2 separate regions of the Anas platyrhynchos genome follow, and region 1 is linked to region 2. The links are chromatin contacts, called in public Hi-C maps. All regions are on one chromosome and are shown on one strand. The core of a region is the stretch at or near the end of the contact, and the rest is flanking DNA. Distances in the headings are between cores, read along the strand shown.

Evidence for each region. A called contact is a pair of places that touch in the nucleus more often than the background predicts.
Region 1: a Hi-C map of F1 follicle shows a contact between it and region 2, with 2.4 times the contacts expected there. The contact joins the promoter of ROCK2 here to the enhancer-like site in region 2. A contact is called at or near these places in 5 of 8 Hi-C or Micro-C datasets (F1 follicle, liver, skeletal muscle and 1 more).

What each region holds. Positions count from the first base shown.
Region 1 is chr3:105,984,371-105,988,071 of IASCAAS_PekinDuck_T2T, reverse strand. ROCK2 (Rho associated coiled-coil containing protein kinase 2) reads left to right here and starts at 1,825. Exons shown (of 34, transcript XM_038177773.2): 1 at 1,825-2,406. The coding sequence starts at 2,233.
Region 2 is chr3:105,917,864-105,922,057 of IASCAAS_PekinDuck_T2T, reverse strand. The region is part of intron 5 of ROCK2 (Rho associated coiled-coil containing protein kinase 2); the gene reads left to right. Among named protein-coding and RNA genes, the nearest start is that of SLC66A3, 52 kb to the right of the region's middle. Within about 2 kb of position 2,502, at least 1 of the 8 cell types and tissues checked has an H3K27ac peak or open chromatin away from gene starts, as enhancers often do. A contact at or near this core is called in F1 follicle, where this site is marked.

The DNA.
Region 1 (3,701 bases), core at 576-3,075, 67 kb before region 2:
TACTATAGACAGAAAAGGTAGCATTGCAACAACACCACTCAAGGTGGTGTTATTTTTCTTTTAGGACACCCGTATCAATTTGTTCAACATGTTAAAACAGTGTTTTCCCAAATACCAAGGCTACAAACTGAGAGCAGTATCTGACTTTCAAAGTGCTCTTTCTGTCACTTAATCATTTATAACCAGTAATAAAGATCTTGCTGTTAGAACTGAGCTGATGATTTTGTTGAGGATTTGTGTCGTACAAAGGAATTCAGCTGATGCTGCCATTGTAAATTTGTCTCTCTAACATTAACAGAGTAAAACTTGTTTCGTCAGTAAGCAACTATGTCCTGAAGGCTGGAGGAATAGATCTATTGGGCAAGAATTTCAAGAAGGGACTGTTTCTACACACTCACTTTTGAAGTTGCAATCGCACTTTTTTTTTTTGTATGCAAAAAGGGCTGTTATGCTTATTTAAGAATTTCTTTGCTAAGGTCATTTAAACGCTGCCCTAAACAATGTCCATAAATCATATGAGCTAGATAAAGTACAGATTAGTTTTGACAAACCTTATAGATTAAAAAAATGAGGAGAGATGCACAGCTTGCCTACAGTCAACGGGAAACCGATATCTTCAAATCATCTGGTGCTTGACTCAAAGCTCACTGAAATCACCCCAAAGATTCCTGTTGACAGTAACAAAACCCAGCGTGTTGATCACTGGAAACATGTTCTGCGCATTTGGTCTTTTGTCCCAACCTATTTAAATCTCATTAAAAAAAAAAAAAAAAAGATACACATTTTCTGCTCTGCCGCTTACAAGAAATTAGCCTACTCACTTGCAAGTAGGCCATATGGGAAGAAATTATGTTTAAGTAATTTAGAGCTTCTAATGGCTGAAGTGCTAGCTCATATAACTTCACAATGCTACCAGCATCCACATCCTAATCCTGGTGGAAACCCTTGGACCTACATCTTTTATCTTGTCTCCACGTAAACTGCTTGAGCAAATGATGTGATTTTTTTGGGTGCACGTTACAGCAAAGTGGGTCCTAATCAGTTTTGGGAGTGAGGTAGCCTTACAATGCAAATAAAAGAGCATCTCCCAAGCATATTGTCACTGATTCCATCAGAAAACCCAAACTCCTGAAGGAATTTCAGTAAAAGAAATGTGAGTTTGACACGCACAGATGCAATTTTTACTCAAGGCAGCCTGGCACCGCGGCTGGGGGTTACCAGGCAGCCAGACCCGAGTCCCCCTGGCACCGGGGGCTGCTGGGCTCCAGGGTCCTGACTCAGAACACGGCGGGGTGATCTCACTCCGAACCATGCGAGTGAGTCATGTATTTACTTCTCTTTGAACTCTTCTCTTCCTTTCAAGCCAAAGCATTTGCCCGTTTTTCTGACATCAGCCCGCTGCCATCCAGCTATCAGCAAGCCCACAGGGCAGCGCGGCCCTTTCCCCCTCTGCACCACACGAGCTCTGCCTGTGGGATGTTCGTGCACCGCGCCAGTAAGCACACAGAGACAGAATCCACACGAAAAGTTTTTAATTCTCAAAGCTTTCCTTTTTTTTTATTGTTTCCTCAGTCTGGGGACTACACCCCCCTTCCCCACCACACCCCGCAGCCCACCTCCTCCTCATCCCAACCCGTTTCCCCCCCATTTTTCTCTTCACACCCACCAAAAGCTCCGACCCCCACATACTCCATCCCACATCCCCACAGCCTCCGGGCCCGGGGGTCCCCTCGCTGGGATCCCCCCCCCCCCCCCTCAAAGGACAAGGGGCAGCGGCGAGGAGTCCCCTGCCCCGCCGGGCCGGGGAGCGAGCCCCGAGTGAGGCGGCTACGGGCAGCGCAGCCTTGTGGGTAATGGAGGCCGCCTCACGGGGCCGGGCCGGGGGCGGGCGCGGCGGCAGGGGAAGAAGGCGAGGAAGGGGCAGCGGCGGCCGCCTCAGCATGGACTGAGCGGGAGAGGGAGGCTCGGAGGGAGCGGGAGCGGCTCGGGGGGAGGCAGCCCCGGCGCTGAGCGGCGGGAGGAAGGGAGCCGCTGCGCCCCGCTTCATTCCATCCCCTTCCCTTCCTTTCCCTTCCCCTCCCGGCTTCCTTCATGGCCGGGCGGCCGCGGGGCGGCCCAACCGCGCCGCGCTAGGCCCCGGAGCGACCCCTCGGCGTCTCCTCCTCCTCCTCTTCCTCCTCCCCGGCAGCGCGAGGGGAGGCGTCCCGCCGCCGCTGGGCGAGCCCCGGCAGGATGAGCCAGCAGCAGCCGCAGCCTCAGCCCCAGCAGCAGCAGCAGCAGCAGGCGGCGAAGATGTCGGCGGCCCCCCTCCCCGAGCCGGCGGCGGGGATGCTCGAGGGCCGCCAGAGGAAGCTGGAGTCCATGATCCGCGACCCGCGCTCGCCGGTCAACGTGGAGAGCCTGCTGGTGAGGGGATGGCGGCGGCGGGGAAGGAGGAGGGGTGGGGGGGGGAACAAAGGCAGCGCCTCGGCAGGCGGGGAGGAAGGAAGGGAAGAGCTCCGGCATCCCGCAGGAGGCTGAGCGGGGCCGGGGAAGGTTCCTTGCCGGCCCGAAGGGGGTGGGGGGCAGCGCGCTGTGCTTCAACACCGAGCTAAAGGCGGGGGGAGACGGGTGAGGGAAGCCCGGAGCCGGCTGTGGGAAGCCCGGAGCGGCGGAGGGAGGCGGCTTCGCTTCCAGCATCGCTCCCACCCTTCCCTTTCGCGCCTGCCGAGCGCAGGGAGCCAGGACCCGGCTTTGTGCGAGCCGCCACACCGCGCCGGGCTCGGCCGCCCGCTGCCCAAAGCAGCCCCTGGGGCAGGGGGCTCGCCTCACGCAGCCCTCAGCAGGCCCCTGGGGTCCCCTTCGTTTTCCAGCCCTCGGCCCCGTCTCCCTTGGCCAGCCGCGTTTGGCAGAGGAAGTCCGTGAAGCTGACTTTCCCCTCGCAAGAAATCCGTGCCCTCAGGAAGGAGTGGGAAGGGAGCTAGGCTTCCCCATTGAAAACATCTCAACCCTGGAAAAAGGCCGTGAGAGCCGCCCCGCTTTATTTTCATCAATATATTTTTTTAAAACCGAAGCTCTGGGTCTTCAGGCCTGATGTTTCCACTCTTTCCCAAGATTTCCAGTGTGTCCCAGTGAAGAGGAACAGAAAAGGGGGGAAGAATCGCAGCATTTCCAAGAGTTGCTCAAGGCACTTACACTGAGCCTCTCTCTCTCTCTTTTTTTTTTTTTTTTTTTTTTTCCCCTCTTTCAAATGACTCAGTTCTGTTTGGCCAAAAAGACAGGAACTGACTGAACAGTATGTATGCCTGTGCTGTGTGGAGAGTATAGGAATTTCCTATAACATCTGAAAAATGTCGTTCTCAAGGCTTCAGTGCTGCATTATTCCGCTCGGAGACGTTCAGAGGCGTAACGAGGCATATTACCCGTAGCAGTCAATGAAGGGGAGTGGGAAGCAGTGCAACATATCTAGCTAGATTCAGATAAGTTCTGGCCTAGGCCAAAGCAAAGAGAGCTGCCTCTGGGCTTCGCTCCCAGCGTTTTCACATTGGTATTTTGCTAGGAAAACTTTGACCTGTGGCCAAAAAAGAGCAGTTTAAAAATAGTACAGTCGTTCTGAAAAATGCATCAGGTTAACGTTTAACCCCAGCAGACTTTTTCACACTCTGCTTTTATACTCAATGGAGTGTTACTTTTATTCTCTTGCCTCCCATGGTGTGGACATG
Region 2 (4,194 bases), core at 1,253-3,752:
ATACCACGATACTTTAAATAGTGTAACATTCTCTATAACAAACTGTTTTGGCACATGGAATAAGGAAATAAACTTACTTTTTGTTATTTTTGAAAGCATGCGTGTTTATGAATTTCTGAGGTTCATCTTTTTGCCAAATGTCTGAAAAGCTTATGAGACAACTCCTAGTTTCAACATTAGTAACCTTGGAACAGTTCATAAGCTGACAGTTTTCTATAAATGAAATGATTTTATAGGCAAGGTAACATTCTTTTATATATATATATATTTTTTTTTTTTTACTAGGTCCAATTGTTCTCATAGCATCCTCTAGTGGTCATTAAAATGAGGTCACAGTAAGGCAGGAGTGGAATGTGATCTACTGATTAAAATTTATGTTTGCTATTAGTCAAAATGTCATATTTTAGCTGTCTAGATTGTATCATGTACAGTCAAATACAGTTTTCTAATGAAGTTGCGTAAGAATAGCTATTGTATTTTTAACAAGATGTACTACTTTGTATTATTAAAGGAGACATAGAAATAAAACTATCTTTAATAGTTTGCACAAATCTTCCCTGACAAACAGTGTCAGGCAATTTACATGATACATTCTTCCTATGAAATTATAACATACTCAAAAACTTGTATGAATGTATGTTATCATTTGCTTGAAAGATTTCTATGTTAATGTTGGCAAGGATGATTCTTTTTCAGCTTATTTGCTTTAATGTGTTAGATTCTGTATTATTTAGGTAGTGCTTGGTATAGTTTCTGAAATCTACTTAATTTGCATTTGCATTGTTAAGTTAGTATCTATTCAGCTGTATCTAGAAATGCTGTCATTTTTTTTTTTCCCCTTCAAGTGACAATATATTACTCTTGAACAAACACATCTGTTTATTGAGATTCAATAGTCTGTTTAGTTTGGCTGATACTGTAGTTGTTATTCCAAAGACATACAGATTGTTTACCTCCACTTTTGTTATTTAGCTGCCTGTAGGGGACAGCCTTTATTTTAACTGGAAAAGTCAAAAGTAGTATTTGATCTCTTAATACAGTCTTTAGATTATCCTTCATTTTGAGCCAATAAAAAAGCTTCAAAAAGTTCAAAACACTTAGGTATAAAAAAAGGTAATCACTTCTGCTATGTTAGGGAGCCCAGAATTTGTGCACAAACTTTTTTTTTTCTTCTTTGTTTTGTTTTTGTCTAAAAGCATGGAATACTAAAATGTGGGTGATCATGCTATAAAAGTGAGAATTGCATGCACAACTCATAAAAAGCTATAGCAAGCTCCAGTTTGGACTGGGCATCATCAGTGAACTGGTGATCTCTTGAAGAAGTTAATTTTTAATGGGCTACATTTTAAGTTCCTCATGTTTCTCAGACTCAGTGGAATGGCAAAAATATTTTATACAGGAAGCTTTAGAAGTTGAGAGGCTCTGGACTGTCTCCAAATCTCATGCTACTTCTTACAAAACATGAACACATCCCAGCTGTGTAAATATAATATTGATGTTGGCAGGATGATTTCTAGAAAATATATGCTTACCCAACACTTATTTATTTTCTCTGACTTGGAGTTCTTTTAGCAGTTGTACATATTAGCATCTTCCTCACACTGTTGAGAGCTGAGGAAAATTCTGCTTCAATTTTTGTGGGAGACACAGTTTGGAAGGGAGACTTTTTTGATACTTGCTGTGGAATTGAAATGAGTGTTAAGTTGTGCAGGCCACTCCGGACACTTGAAGCAGAATTCCTCCTTACCAGATTGTGGAAAGAATTGCTAAGTCTCTTAGTGATGTTTTCCAACATGAAAGGAACCGATCTCTTTATGTAACTTGGTTGTGATGTTTTCTTGGTGGGAATGTTGTGTTGTTTTTTTTTTAATCTGCAACAAGGTGAATATCTGTAATTGAATAAAAGATGGAGTTAGCCTCAGAGGTTTAGTAGGAATTGTAGTTCCTTTTGGTACGTAGGTATTGAAAAGAAGCCTGGTGCATGTTTCACCAGATGCTATTCTTCGGGTTTGCTGCAATTACTAAACTAGGCAGTAGCACGGTTGACTACTGTAGGTGTTGCAGAGCCAGAAACTGCTAGTGCTGCCTGGCTCAGTACGTAGCTCTGGCTTGTGCTAACTGTGCTTTCAGGACAGCACAGGCTTAGAAAAGAGATGTGACTGAAAGAGGAACCATTTATCACTTGGGATTATTGCCTCGGCTCGGATAGCTTAGCTGAAAGAAGAAATGCTCGTCTTCTTAGAACCTGGCATATTTCACAGAATAACACAGTACAATGGCTGAGGTTGAAGGGGACCTCTGGAGGTCATCTGGTCCAGCCTCCCTGCTAAGCAGGACACCGATTTCTCCTTGATGCTCCTCCAAGACTCTGCTGGATCCTTCTTGCTTCAGTTTGTTGTCTGCAGCCTGAGGGTAGTATTAACACCTGATCTGCATTGTCCTAACATGTCCGCACCAGCACGCTCCAGCTCTTGTTTGCTGATAAGAAATTCATGAGGGAATGAAAGTCTAATTCTCAGCCTTGGTCCAAGTCAGCAACTCATTCGGGTCTGGCTGAGGATGAAACCAGAACTGCTTTTCCTTCAGCAGTGTAATGGTTTTGTACGATCGGTCCTAGGAAACACAGCAGCCTCACAGCCAAATCTTCACATGCTGTGAGAACATACTGTCTTGTTGACAACTTCTTTTTTTGGTTGTTTGGTTTTGTGGTGTTTTTTTTTTTTTTTTTTTAAGCCCTTCACTGCACATCTGTCACATAGCTGCGGGAGCTTCCCTCAGATGGGCTTCCAAGATCCACCCTGATCTTTGGAGGTGGTGAGAAAAGTCTCAGGAAAAACGCCAGCCTGAGACTACTGAGAGGAAGTTCAGTATCAGAACTGCTATAAATAAGTGTGGTGTTTGGCATAAAGCATCAGCTTAGGATTTGAAACACGGGAGTAGCACTTTGTCCAGAGAAAACGGCCCCCTTCAGATCTCTCCTCAGCTGATGAAATACAGAAGGCAGAAGCCATCTCACAGAATGTACAGAATGTCAAGATGTCATGGAGCGCACAGAGAGGACTTCCCTGTTTACTCGGCTTAGATGCCAGAGATCACAGAAGCTGGTCCGACCATGGTAGTAAGAGTACCCAGTACTTAAAAATACATACAGGACAACACCCAAGTTTCTAGTCAAGTGATAATGCATTTTTAGATTGGCTCCTGAGACAGACAGTAGCAAGTTCTGTGGGGAGAAAGCGTAACCAACACCACATGGTTAAGAGAAATACAGCCCTCTGAAAGCTGATGTTAGCACACAGAGCCCTTTTGTTTTGCCTGGAGAAATATTTTTGTTTGTTTGATTTGTTCTTTGACATCTTGTCTGAAAACTAAAGGCCTTGCAAAGTGGAATTCTTCAGTATCTATAACGTCATTGACAAGAAGCTTTCTTGTCGCCACCTACCAGCCATCAGACTTGGGTAGGGCCGCCTTTTCCTCATAAAACATTAACATGTATAAAATATTAAAAAGTGTTCTTGTTTTGCTGTATTAATTACAGACGAATGGGAAATGGGGTGTCATTAAGTGCTTAGGTGTCGAGGTGATGCAGCTGGTCTTGTGACTGAAGCTGCAGTCCTCAGAGAAACCTCTCAGCGCTGTTGTGGTGACACTGTATTTAACGAAGCTTCTTACCTGGGGGACGGATTCAGGTGGCTTCAGCCAGGCTTCACCGAGGGAAGGCAGAGACATTCCCTTGTTGTAATTTTGCATTTGGGTAAGGAAGGCGTAGACGTGCACCAGTGCTGGAGGCTGTTGCCTCATTAAGATGCCGCAGCCCTACTCGCCTGAGTGCTGTTAGAAGCAGGACGACAACGTAATTGTTCTCCTCTTGTGCCAGATCCGTTTTTGAGTGTTCTTGGCTTTAGATTTTTGGAGCCTTTGGGCGTTAGCTTATTTTCCAGTGTTATTTCCATAATGCCATTTAATGTAGAATGCAATATTTTTCTTTGTCCAAAGAATGCATTAGCTCCTCTAAAATGAATTGCTTCGTTTTCTTAGCCCAGGATGATCAAGTGGAGTGCTTTTATCTGGCTTATAGTTCAGGAAACAGAAGTTAGCCTGCTCTTCATTCTGGAACCGAAAAATTAAACTTCCTTTACATTTGAGCTTCAGCATGGAGTTGTAGAGGAAGATAAGCATTTACAGGGAAGAGAT